Regions from separate parts of the Mus musculus genome. Here region 1 is linked to region 2. Evidence: chromatin contacts called from public Hi-C data. All regions are on one chromosome and are shown on one strand. The core of a region is the stretch at or near the end of the contact, and the rest is flanking DNA. Distances in the headings are between cores, read along the strand shown. Region 1 has its middle 110 kb from the start of Gm12519. Region 2 has its middle 150 kb from the start of Gm12511.

Region 1 (7,378 bases), core at 3,942-6,441, 400 kb after region 2:
TTTTGGTTGGTTGGTTAATTGGATTCTTTTTGTTGTTGTTGTTGTTATTGCTTGTTGTTGTGAATTGGCTCTTTCTAGGAAATGTAGGGAAGATCAAAAGACCTCACCAAGAATTCACTTCGAATGCTGAAAACCCCATCCACAGATAGATAAAGGGAGAGACTAAATGAATGTCCAGATTTGTCATTCTACTGTAGACAAACGGAGGAAATTTAATAGACAAAATGCTCATTCATTATATGTTGATGTTTCAGTGGATCTTATTCCTGAACAACCACTATAGATGCATAACCACACAGGAATATCTCCTATCTTAGTACTTCTATGTCTCTCAGATTGTTTATGAATATGAATAAAAAAGACAATACTTCTTATAGTATGAGATAGCATTTGCCATGTTACAGTCCATCTTCTGTTCTTTTTGATATTGGATGCAAACTACTTGTATTAGAATTAGAAATTACTAAATTGGAGATCTATCCATATGGAATCAACCATAGATGTGGAAGAGCTTGAGTTGGCCTGGAGGAGAAAGTGAGAAATCATCGGGATGTGACACAAACACAAAGGACTTTCCACGGGAGGTAAGTGGACCTGTTCAATGCAGTGACCAACCACACAGAGAGAGAAGTCAACCTTGGGCTGGGAAAGACCATGCTGAATACAAAGTACAACAGGAAACATGATATGTCACAAGCAAGACTTCTAGAGGAAGTGTGAGGTTCGCCAAGTGGTTAGGGCTGATATGTAAAGAAGGCTAGATACCTTACTGCATGGAATAGTGTTTTGAAGATTAGGTAGCATCTATACTTTAAAGGGATCGTTTAGGTTTCAGAGTTGAAGGAAGCTTTAGCACCAACTCTCTGGCCAGTATTCTGTTAAATAGAAAAGTTGACTGCAGGCTGAAGGGATGGTTCAGCGACTAAGAGCACTGACTGCTCTTCCAGGGATCCTGGGTTCAATTCCCAGCAACCACATGGTGGATCACAACCATCTGTAATGAGATCTGGTGCCCTCCTCTGGGTATGTCTGAAGATAGCTACAGTGTACTCATACAAACAAACAAACAAACAAACAAACAAACAAACAAGCAAAACCACCACCAACAAAGACAACCAAAATAAAAAGTTGACTACCCATCACCCTTTCTCTATAATGGAACTCTTCCTGGGGAGATAAGAACAAATGTCTACTCACTCCAGTATGGAATCAATAACAAAAAAGTAACAATACCATCAAAGTCCAACTTGGGAAACCAGTTAGTTTGCTAAGCTTTCTTATAGGAGACAAGGGAAAGGGTAACTTACATGTAAAAAAAAGAAAGAAAGAAAAAAAGAAAAAACCTCAGCCATATCACCCAAAGCTCACTCCCACTTGAGTAACAGCTCATAAAAGCTGGCAACTAGGAATACACTGCACAACTTTTAGTTCTGCCTACATCTTAAGCTTGCTTCCAAGATGGAAGCTTTTTATCTCTGAGTCAATTGCCACATAACAGAAGTCTATTGTTATGAGGTAGCATGTGATCTCAGCAAGGTAGGAAAGGACACCATCTTCTACGAATCGCCATCTTCTCCCTGTCTTTAGAAATGAAACTCACTTTCTGAGAAATGTTATCAGAAAATATAGTCTGCTGTTGTAGTGTCCAAGAAATTTGCTTAGCCTGGAACACATTGCTCAAATGAAAAGTCCAGGTGTAAAAGGTATAACAAGGAAATCTGCTCTTCCATGTTCCAGGCCGTATCCTGTATTCACTTCTTAGACTATGTGTTGCTCATGAGAGAGAATTTGATATATTCATAGTAATTGGACTTGGGCACCCAGAACAGTTGATTTTTAGTTTACCATCTGCCAATAATGAGAAGTATCCTCTTAAAGCCATCAGCAAACCTTCCTGAGGCTTGGTCCAACCACTTATTTGGAAACAGAACCAATGAGAAATATGGTGTCGGGTAAGCAAGAGAACGCAGTGATCTATAGAGTTTGAAGTGAGTAGTAAGGTGAGAAGGGGGCTGCTGCTGTCCTCGTGCTCTCATGGTTTCACAGGGAATCATCACAGCACTGTCCAAAGGTGAGATAAGCTCATCTATCACTCACCACAGCCTCAGCAGCCACAAAGTCTTCTGATGTGGCGTCCGGGGTCAGTTCTTCAGATATAAAGTTCCAATCTCATCAGCCTACCTCAAATTCACTAAACACTGATAGGCTGACAACAATAGTCAAAATCATAAAATATGTGTAAAGACAGAAGCCTTCTGGGAACAGCAATCTTATTTCTGCTTTCCCCAATACTTGTATGCCTAGTCATCACTCAGAGTAACTATAGTATGTCTTACCCACGTTTATCTAAAACGTGGGACTTTTATCCACCCAAACAAAGCCTTGATGAGACTAAAGCCAACACTCATGATTTCTTAACCTGTGTTCTATCCAGCAACAATGCCTGTTAGGCTGTGTCTAGATACATGTATTAGGTAAAGAAAGATTGGCTACTGTAAAAGCAATCCTCATGAAGTTGTAAGATGATTACAATCAAAATCTGTATCTTAGTCCCATTACTATCCTGGGTAATTTCAGCATTGCAGCTCTGTGGTTCCTCTGTGAATGACTGGCCTGGTGCCCTTCTTCTTTCCAGAGCATGAAAATCATAAAAGCCTTCTTATAGTTAAGTCTGGAAATGTCCTACAGTCCTCTGTCTATAGTAGCTTAGTTAACCCCTAGACACAGGGCTCTGAAGAGACCCTGAGGCAGGCTTTCCCTGTGGTTTCAGGAACAGACAATGGGATTCACCATCATCTAGCCAGATCCAGTCTGAGACACAAAACTGGTGAACCTCACATCAAATATCCCTTTTATTTTTGTTGGAGATAGGTCTCATATAGCCCAAGCTGGATATGCATTTGAGAATGACCTGGAACTTCTTATCCTCCTGCCTTCATTACGTGGGTGTTTGGGATCACAGGTGTGCATCGCCATATCTGATTTATGTGAAATTAAGAATCAAACTCAAAGCTGTGTGCATGGCAGATAATCATGCCACAAACTGAAAAAAACTCTTCAGCTAAATAATCCCCTTCTTGGCTTTTATAAGTTTATCCCTGGTTTAGGATACCACTGCTTAGACTGCCAAAAGGAATTCTGTTGAGACAGATGGAGCTGAACTTACCTACAGACTATTGTAACCTAGTGGTTAGATCCTAGATCTTTTAAAAAAAGATTTTTTTAATTTATTTTATGTATGAGTACACTGTCAATGTCTTCAGACCCACCAGAAGAGGACGTCTGATCTTACTACAGATGGTGTGAACCACCATGTGGTTGCAGGGAATTGAACTCAGGACCTTCTTAAGAGTAGCCAGTGTTCTTAACCACTGATCCATCTCTCCAGCCCCGATGTTACAACTTTTTAAACCCTTCCTTTTACAGATAATAGATTCTTTTAAAAAGAGTAGCTTCCTTTTATTCCGTGTTTTAAAGATTGTATCAGTCATCTTTCCTGCACTGTGACAAAATACTTGGAATAATCAATGTATAGAAAAGAAAGAAAGATTCATTTGAGTTTACCATCTCAGAGGTTTCACTCTGGGGATAGGTGGATCAGTTGCTTTGGAGCTAGGAGAGAGGCAGACCCTCAAGCCTAAGACCATGTGGTCAAACTAAGTTGGTAACTTCATGGCAGCTGGTTGAGAGCAAAGAAAGAGAGAGGAGGGCCCCAATAATGCCCTCAGGAAACTCCCAATGGCCTCACTTCCTTTCTAAGGTCCCAACTCCTAAAGATCACCGCAATAACACCTCTATCTGATGACCAAACCTTTAGCATATGGATCTTCCGACACTTAAAATTCAAGTGCCAGCAAGACTCCTGTCTCTAAAGTTTGGAACTGTCTGATGTTGCCCTCCATAGCTTAACACAATCTTCTGGTAGCCATCCCCTCTTTTGAAAGGCCTTTTGTTAGTCCACAGAGTACAGTAAATACTTTATCTGCATATGTCCCTTTCTTCTTGTACCCACTGCTATAACATCTTTAACATTTATTAGCCATTTAACATCTTTATTTTTCCTTTATTTTTAAGACAGACAAGAGATTGGACCGTGTCTTCAACGTACATTTCTTTATCCTTAGCAGCTAATACACTATCTACATTTTTAAATGCACAAGAGTATATTTATTTATTTTTCTAATTTTTCAGTCTGTTGGATGACAACCAGATGAGTGTTGAATAAGTGGAGAAGATACAGAGAGTTTATAGACGTCATCCATCCTGCTTTAGAATGCTCAGGGTGGCTTTGGAACTCAGAAGAAAGGAGAGAAAGTATGCATGTTTTATCCTATTGGTTCTCTGCCATGAGTTTCAGGATGAATCTTTTAGTTACCAATTGCTATTTTATAAATGAAAACACTTTAGGTCAAGGTCATGCTTTCAGTTAACAGAAGAACTGACATTCCAATGTAAACCTCTCAGATGTGCGCCAACGCTCTTTCCGCTCCTCCCAAGGCTAAGCTGCCTCCTTACTGATGAAGGCAACAGCAACAGCACCTCATCTTCTCGTCCAAGGCACTTCACAGCCAGCACCTCCTTGGTGCTGGCATGGCAGTTGTCTCATGGGGGATGCGTTGAGCCCTCTGCTTTGTGACAGAGCCAGCTGCAGAAAGCACAGCCAACAGCTTCCAATCAAAGGAAATCCTGCAAAAACAGCTTCAGCGATCTCCTGGGGACTCTCCCCTTCACAGACCCTGGCAATAAATAACACGCAAAAGCCATCTGCCCATTGCCAAGGTGGACTTCAAATGGGGTGGGGCAACAGTATTAGAACCTTCCACTTGGCATGTGCACTGTCAGCCCATTCCAGAAATTAGTTCACAGGGAGTAGATGAAGGGAATGCCCACTTCCCCAGCAGCTGACTCGTGGGAACTCTGAGCTTGAATTAGCAGGAGGAAAATGCAGCTTGCTAGCCTTCAAAGACCATTTTCCCAGCTAAGCCTTAGACGGCTGCTTTGACATGTGTTCAGAACTACTCCCAAACAAGCACAAACACAGCAGACTCCACTGATCAGGGCTGCAGAGCTGAAGGATGGAATCTCAAGCATGATCTGTGAGAACAGAAAGTCCCAGCACAGGCTCCACGCAAGCTACTTTAAGCTCCAGCCCTGCATCCTGTAGCCAAGGATGGGTGGCCCCGGAGCAGGAAACTCTTGGCAGCCTGCACTGCGTGCTTTGCCTGCTGACAAGAGCACACCCTGGCCTTGGTTATTGCCCTTATAAAACAGCTCGAGGAGAATGCAAGCCAAACGTTTTCAATGTGCCTGGAAGAAGAATGTTAACTATGATTGCGCAGTCGAACAGTACAGTACTGCAACAACACGCAGCGTTGCTCAGGGGAGGGGCCAGGAGATGTGGCTCAGGCTTCCTGTGGCTTCCCTGCCCTTCTCCTTCCTGCCCTCAACAGCAAAGCTTCCCCACCGCTGCCCTGACAAGGCCCTCACAGAAGAAACCAAGCATTGGGGATTTTTATGGCTGTAATTAAGAGTCAGAATCCTTTCCAGCTAGAAGCTAATAATCTCATTTGCGTTATTTTAATTTTTTATTTTAAAAAGTCTCTTTATTCTAATTAATTCACAAACAAAAACATCATGGAGCTGGTTTAAGGAAGTCAGTAAAACATTTGCTATATCCAAACTTTATACATCCAAATGAACCAATGCTAAAGCTATGGAGATTTTTTGGGGGGAGGGGGCTACACATTCGCTATTAACTACACATTCTGTTCATATTTGCAACTGTTTTTTCACTATTTGACAATGAGATCGTTTGTGATAAAAGAGAAGCAAAAATTAAAGGCTGTAGAGGTCTTCATGAAGGATGTTGCCTATTAACATTCACCCTGTAGAAGAAACCTGGTGTGGTGTATGCAGATTTCTCCACATTCATGGTCTGTTTCTACTAGGCTTTGTGGAGTATTTCCCCATATTTTAACAAATCTCTAAATTGGGGAATTGCCACCCACAAGCTGAAGAGAAACAAGTACCACAGGATATTCCTACCAGAACATATAACCCAGTCAGCCTGCTCCTCACTCAGGAGCCAGAACATGTTTATTGTACTAAAATCTCACTCAGATCACACACACACACACACACACACACACACACACACATCATCATCATCATCATCATCATCATCATCATCATCTCAGTTTTAGTTCTGGGTTATTTTTTCTAATAATTTTAATGAGATTTAAAGAGGGTAATAAAAGCATGTGTTTGTCCCTCTAAAAGAGAACAAAACATCATCTTGCCTTACTTCATGATGAAGTATCACAAGGGTTTCAACCAAAGGAAAAGGACAGGTGACATCACTGTTTCTTGTTTCTCTGAAAATTTGGACCATAAAATAGAATAAATTAAGAACTATGGGAACGGGCTGGAGAGATGGCTCAGAGGTTAAGAGCACTACTGAATGCTCTTCCAGAGGTCCTGAGTTCAATTCCCAGCAACCACATGGTGGCTCACAACCATCTGCAATGGGATCCGATGCCTTCTTCTAGTGTGTCTAAAGACAGCTACAGTATACTCACATACATTAAGTAAATAAATAAAGGATTTTAAAAGAGAACTATGGGAACAATAGGAAACTATTACTATTTGATGACTACTTAGATAAGAGTAACAGTTGTCAGCACTATTAGGAATCTGGCTTGAAGAAATGGCCCAAAAGTTAAAAGCTTATACTGCTCTTTCTGAGAACTGGGGTTCAGTTCCCAGAACCCACAGTGTGTAGCTACTTAAATGAAACTGTAGAAGATTCAAAGAGAAGTATATAAAATCCAGAGAAGTTTTAAATTCCTAGATGAGATGACCAGATAAGGAAGCAATCTTCCTAAAATAATGTATAAGTGTAAAGGTAACAAAATAGGATTTTTTTCTTACATTAGGAAAATTGTTTATCCTGAGAATGCTGAAGGAGTGAGCAAATAGGCAAGCCAATGTTTAAAACAATGGGTATGTGGAAGAATTTATCAGAAAAAATGCTATTTCACATTGTGATCGCCGATGGTATTGTTAGAAAACTGGGTACTTATACCAGTAGAACGAAACAGAACTTCTAAAGTTAGCCATAAACACCATAGAACTTCACAATAATACTGAAAAATAGGAAATTCAGTGTGGGGTCTGGATAGACATCTCCGTGGATAAGAGTGCATGGAGTTCTATAGAGGATCTGAGTTTAGTTTCCAGAACCCACATCAGGGGGCTCACAAACACCTAAAACCCCATCTCCAGAGGATCCAGACCTCCATGGGCACTGTATGCATGTGCACAGACCCATATTTTACACACACACACATACACACACACACACACACACACACACACA
Region 2 (6,677 bases), core at 3,344-5,843:
TCTATTGTGAATGGCACCATCCCTAGGCAGGTGGACCCGTGCAGTGTCTTTTCAAAAGTGACCAGAAAGAAATCCAGTAAGCAACATTTCTGTTTGGTCCCAATATACAGGTTCCTACCCAGCATAGAAGCATAAGATGAAAGAGAGCCATGGTGATGTTGCTTTGGTCATGGTCTTTGCCACAAAAACTGGAAGCAAACAAGAGCCATTTTGGGCCCCTTGACAAACTCCAATTCACAGCACCTGCTGGTGTTGTTTGCTAGGGAGACCACATCCAGATAATTCTTAGAGCCCTCTTCTTGAGCAAGGCTCTGCCCATGCCCATCACTCTGAGCTGTTGGCAGTGATATGCAGTATTCAAGGAAGCAGGACCTTTCTGGTTAATCCATGGATGAGATTTTTCACTTCAGGAACCTCAATGTCTCTGAAGTACTGCTGCCAATTGATAGTGAAGTAAGAAGCCATTTCTGATTTCATTTGCATCTTGGATGAGAAGTGGGGCTTTTGAATTATTTCATCAGAGCGTGCAAGAGAGAGCCAGCATGATGACTTTGTACATCAGCAAACCTTGGTTCAACTCTCATCTTTAGCTTTTTTTTTTCTTCCTCTTTGATAGTGTCCCCGTGTAGCCCTGGCAGACCTGGAACTTACTTGTAGACTGGACTAATCTTGAAAATGTAACAATCCTTCCGCCTGTGTCTCCATGTGCTGGCATTATGAGCATGTGCGGTTATGCCTGGCTCCCACTCTTGAAACTGAATCACTCTACTGGTGTCCTGGGGATGTTGCTTGCCTTCCCAGAGCTTCAGCATTCCCAGCTAGACAGTGAAGATAATATTATCAACCTTTTGAGAGCGTGCGGAGAGGATTTAGATCAGCGCATAAATTATGAAACTTTAGGTCGCCTTTCCCTTTCTGTTTTAGGTCCCCTCATTTTGGGTCCCCCCTTTTGTTGAAAGGCTGGGAGGTGGATTTTTTTTTTTTTAATCACCTCAAGGCCTGACATTGTACCCGCTGACCTACAGCTGAACACACTCTGGATTCAGGAGTGCTAACTCAGATCTCAGCACTCACATATCTCCATGATGAAGACGGAGTGACTGTGTGCTTCTGGCTGGATAGCATACCTCTGCTTGGTCTAGAGGGGCAGTGACATCCAGGAAGCAGTTTCCAGGGCAGTGTTATGTCCTCCGAGAAAGTCGTTGGCTGATATTCCACTTGCCATTAGTTTATCTATCTTCAAGCATATCGTCAACAATGGCCATGCCTCCATAGATCCTTGGCAGGGTCCCGAAATCAGAACCTCTTCGGCGAGGTGTCCATTGAAGTCCTGTGAAGACTGTGGGTGCCTGGGCCTTTTTTTTCCTCGTTCAAATCCAAATGCTAGCTGAATGTTAAAACGGAGTCAAAGAAGTAGTAGTAAGCAAAGGAAACCAGTATAGAGTGGCTTATGGTGGCGTCTCTATAGTGAACAAGTATGCGAATGGTATTTTAACAGAAGAGGCATATATGTGTCTGTGTGTTTGTGTGTGTCTGTGTGTGTTTGTATGTCTGAGTGTCTTTATTTGTGTGAGCATGTATTTGTGGCCATGTATATGTGTATTTGTGTGTGCAGGTACTCACGTGCACATGCATGCATATTTGTAGTTGTTAGTACATTTCTGAAGTAACAACAGGAAAAAAGGGAATGACATTGGTTTTCTAGTTTATTTTAGTGAGTTAGATTTAACAACTAAGCAACAACAATAACTACCATTCATTGAGAATTCACTGTGCTAATGCACTGTGCTAAATCCTTGTCTTATTTAGCACATCTTGTCCTGATACTTTATTTATAAAATACTACAATTGTTATCCCATCTGCCTCTCAGGTGAATAGCCACAGCCAAAGTGCAACACTTGCCCACGGCCCCTTCTGCTTGAGGGCTGAGGTTTGAACTGATGCTAACTCCTGAGTCAGTGCTTGTTCCTGGCAATGGATTTCCTTACTTCCTGAACCTTGTCAAGGGTTAACTCTTGCCTTGAGCCAGAAGTACTCGCAGATTCCTGGCAGAGTCAACAGCCATGCCCTTGCAAGCTTGGCAAGGATTCTTCTTCCCTTTGGCTGGCAGGGCTTACCCAAACGACAGACATTTGTGACATACAGGGAGGAGTCCAGTGGATGGAGACCCAGTCAAGGGATTTCCACAGTTATTAACAGCTGGATGGTGGCCTACAGGGCCCCACCTGCACTTGAAGATAAAGGCACTGGCTGAATGATGTTCCCTCTCCACATAAGCCAGTGTTTAGCAGTGTTAGGTGGGGTGAGGGAACTGGCACGGAGGCTGTGGCTGTGTGTGTGTGTCTGGATGCATGGCTCTGACATCTGCAGCCCTGAACGACGCAGGCTGTACCAGTGTGGTCATTGGCTTCAGAGCTACCAAATGCTGCTTCTCACAGGCTTTGGCTGCTCACCCATTTTCTGCTGTTGTGTTTTGAGCAAGTGTTTCCCAAAACTATTTCCTAATAGCACCGAGGGGTTGGGAGAGGAAAGAAAAGAAAACAGATAAGGATTGTCGAATGTACTAGGGAGGAAAGAGGAACACAGAAAATAAAACCACCACTGTTACCACCACTACCACCATGCTCGCCAGCTGAGCCTCTGGGACCTTCATAATTGATCACAGCAAGACGTTCTTTTTATTTTTTATTTTTTAAGGGGTATGCTGTTTTGATTTTTTTTTGAGACATATTCTCATAGCCCAGGCTACCCTTAAAGTTCACCATGTATCGGAATGATTGCGAGCTCCCAATTCCACCCCTCAGGTACTAGGATAACTTTATTCCACTGCTCCCAGCTTGTCCTCAGAGTTTCCGAGATGGTGGAATTTCTTTGGCAAAAGTGACCTTTGTTTTTATTTGGTTGGAGGATTTCTCTTCAAGTCCACTGGAAGAAGTCTGGGGGGGGGGCGCAAAGGTACCAGCAATGGGTGTCTTAAGAAGATTTGCTCGCAGATGCCAGCTGTGAAGATGCCAGTGACCTGTGTGCTCTTCATGGTGACAGGTTTCATCTTCCTGCATTCAGCTCAGACATGCTGAGAGTTCTTATCCACTGTGAGCTGGATGGATTGGCTCTGGGCCGCTAGAAGCACAGTTCCATAAAATCTGAATAGTTACCCTCAGCCTCCTCTTAAGATTAGAGATTTGGAGCTAGGTCAGTTTTACTCAGCCCCCACGGATCTACAAACTTCCATTCCTTTTGTGTTTTGTTTAAGACTAGTGTAGTTTTATATTTGCATATTTTATTTTATATTTGCACATATTAAATGTCTCTATTTAGCATATATTAACAGACAGTAAGCTGGTGTTAGCTCAGTTGGTGGGGTGTTTATGTTGCATGTACAAAGACCTAAGTTTGATTTCTGGAATCACGTAAACTAGGCGCAGTGACACGTGCCAGGAATCCTAGTTCTTAGGAAGTAGAGGCAGGAGGATTAAAAGTTCATTGTCATCCTTGGCTACAGAGTGAGTTTGAGGCCAGCTTGGGTGACATGAGATACTATCTCATAAAACAAAAATAACACAACTAGTTTGAGAATATGAGTATGTAGAATACATAGCATATATGCAATTTTCAATACTTCTATAAAATAAATATGACATATAGTTGTATCATTTAAATTCTATCCATCATCTATCTATCTATCTATCTATCTATCTATCTATCTATCTATCTATCTCTATCTCTCTATCTCTCTATCTATCTATCTATCTATCTATCTATCTATCTATCTATCTATCTATGTCTTTTCCCGAGAGAGTAGTGATGCTCTGTATTTATGTTACCTAAATATATCTCTGAATCACTATATTTGTAATTAGGATATAAACTTATACTTCTGATAAAGAAAGCATGCGATCTGACATATACACACCTTGTACATACACTTTGTATGTGGGTACATGAATGGCTATATGAATAAGGTTTTCTCTTTAGTTATCATCTGATTTTGAGCATTCTGGCATAGGTAGGCCTGCCTGTCAGTCTTAGGAGCACTGTGCCCTCATAAGATGTGGGGAACATTTACAGCCCCTGAGGAAGCACTCACTAACCCTAGACAGGGAGGTGTTGAGAGAGTTCTTTCTAGACCAGCTGTTCTCTCTTCATGCTCCTTTGACCTCCTCCACTGAATTACCACTTTGTTTTTCTTCTTCTTCTTCTTTTTTTTTCTTGTGATTTTTTTCAACATGGACTCTCAAGATTTTTAATCAGATGAAAATTTTGGTGTGCAGTTCCAGAGAAATTCAGTCCGTATGTTTCAGATTCATTTACAGTTAAATCATCAGAAGTAGTTTTGCAATCAGTGCTTGGCAGCCAGGAGCCTTTTGACATAACTAGAAGTCAAGATGCACTGGGCTGAAGGAGCCAGGCACTTTGGATGCCCCAGGAGGGCCAGTTGGCACCTGCAGTGGCAGCACCAGCAGGGACAAAGCAGGAAGGTGGGGCCTGGGGCGTACTCAAGTGTCGTTTATGTGGAATGGACTCTGGATTGCTGTCCTGTGCTCCGTGGCTCCATGCATAGGCTGGGGTATGAGTCATTCTAACTGGCCTTTCTGTGCTTAACTCCCTCCTCTTGGAGATGAGGATGCCAGTAATAGACTATCTAGAGCAAGAGGAATGCAGATGAGGGAGAGTTCTCTCTTACTGTTTGGATTTTTTCTGGTTAGGTGAAAAATTGTCAACCGTGGAGCGAGGCTTGGTGGTGTACACCTGCAATCTGGGCACTTAGAGGACTGAACTGGGAGCACTGAGCATTCAAGACCAGTCTAGGCTTTATAGCAAGACCCTGTCTCCCCTCCCCCCCCAAGGATGGGAGATTTGGGGATATAGCTCAATGGTAGAGCACCTGCCTAGCACACACAAGGCTTAAGTTCAAGCCCCAGCACTGAAAAAATAAAAACTTAAGGAAATGAAAATTGAATGTATTGTTGTAGCAGTAACACATCCTTCACCCATGGTTTTGTTTTGGATAGTTTCAATTACCTTTAGTCAATTGTTGCCCAAAAATATTAAATGGAAAGTTCCAAAAATCAATCAATCATTCATAGCTTTTACTTAACTTTAATTATATACACTACTATATTTGTTCATTTTAATAGTTGTTGTTAATATGGCTACTTCATAAGCTAAACTTGGTCATGGGTCTCTCTCCATATGTTTACATACATACATACATACATACATACATACATACATACATACATACATACATATAAAGTCACAATATGTTAGGTATAGGTGGCCCCCTTTCTGCAGTTTGAGGCAACCAATGGGGAACTGGGAATCTCACCTATTCTAGTGTGGAGACTATTATAGTTAGGACATTGTATACCAGGGGCTGTGCTAGGTACTTCTCACAGTCTCAGAAGGACCCAGTTAGAATTGGCCTCCCCTTCTCCATCTCTTGTTAATGCCTGACATGCTCTGCACAGATGTTCTTTTGCTCTCCTCTTCCCAGGGCCTCCAAGGCTCCTCTGGTCTCTTTCCATACTCTCTGGTCAGGCATATTCCTTCTATTAGGATTATCAGTCCTTTTCTGCATTTCTGGTCTCCACATTGGCCCTAAACTAAACTTTGGCCCATTATCCACAGTCACGCGGAAACTGCCTAGAGCTTCCCCTCTAAAATTCCATCGTCACCCAGTGCTCCCTGCCTCCTGTTCCCAGCGAATTCCCCTTTCTGCTGTAGCCTTTGATGTGGCTAATAATGGCTACTACCCACCTGGACATGTGAGCCAGGACACGCATCTTGATGAGTCTCTATTTCTTAAATACTTCTCTAGGCTTGTTGCTTTTTCGACTTCAAGCTTTCCAACCTTGCCCCTTCCTCTCCCTTTCCCATAGCTCAGCGCTCAGGTTTCAGCAATGCTTTGGGTAGCAGCAGCAGTGACTTGTCTCTTCCCTCTGGGCTCCCAGGGTGGCTGTCAACATGAAGCTCACAGGAGCTCTAGACACCAGGTTGCAATCATTCCCTTCCTCTGGCTGAAAGCATCTAAGGAATCAGCAGCACCCACCTGGCCGGCCCTTATCTGCGGCCGCCTGCCCCCAGCTCCTGAAGCAGATTCATCCCTGTACCTTAGCTCCATCCGTCAGGGAAAGAGCCTGGGTCTTTGATGCTATGAGAGCCTGAGAAGTCCTGAGTGGTTTCTGATGCTACTTCCAAAGGGTTGCTCTGGAGTGATGTGTACATTGGTTGTTTCACTAATTCAGGGTGTTGAGGACATAAGGCACAGTGGTGCCCCTTCTGTACCACCTCCATGCCGGCTTCTGAGGACCATATTAAGAACATATTAAGAACATATTAAGAACATATTAAGTACAGTGACAAACCTAGCTTCTGTCATAGGCCATCTGTGCCTGGTCTTATTGGCCATGTAAGTTCAAAGACACATTGAAGCAGGCACATTTGGGACATTTTTGAAGGGCAGAAAGCCAGCTTGGGGTAGGCAAGGTAGGGTTTTTATGTGTGATCATGTGAGCTCTCACATGTGTGAGTGTGTGAGTGTGTGTGTGTGAATGTGGAGGGTAGAGGTCAAGTTTGATGCCATTCTTCTGACACTATCCACCTTTTTTTGGGGGGGTGGGGGTGAGGGTTGGGACATGATCTCTTACTGGGACCCAGGGCTCTCAATTAGGCC

Evidence for each region. Hi-C and Micro-C count contacts between places; a contact is called where the count stands out from the background.
Region 1: a Hi-C map of embryonic fibroblasts shows a contact between it and region 2, with 2.4 times the contacts expected there. The contact joins two enhancer-like sites. A contact is called at or near these places in 4 of 484 Hi-C or Micro-C datasets (the 3T3-L1 cell line, 3T3-L1-derived adipocytes, the HL-1 cell line and 1 more) and 5 of 115 datasets of contacts at active chromatin or transcription factors (astrocytes, bone marrow-derived macrophages, embryonic stem cells and 2 more).

What each region holds. Positions count from the first base shown.
Region 1 is chr4:56,108,745-56,116,122 of GRCm38.p6, forward strand. No RefSeq gene overlaps it. Among named protein-coding and RNA genes, the nearest start is that of Gm12519, 110 kb to the left of the region's middle. Within about 2 kb of position 5,192, at least 178 of the 459 cell types and tissues checked have an H3K27ac peak or open chromatin away from gene starts, as enhancers often do. A contact at or near this core is called in embryonic fibroblasts and fibro-adipogenic progenitors, where this site is marked.
Region 2 is chr4:55,714,163-55,720,839 of GRCm38.p6, forward strand. No RefSeq gene overlaps it. Among named protein-coding and RNA genes, the nearest start is that of Gm12511, 150 kb to the left of the region's middle. Within about 2 kb of position 4,594, at least 53 of the 459 cell types and tissues checked have an H3K27ac peak or open chromatin away from gene starts, as enhancers often do. A contact at or near this core is called in embryonic fibroblasts and fibro-adipogenic progenitors, where this site is marked.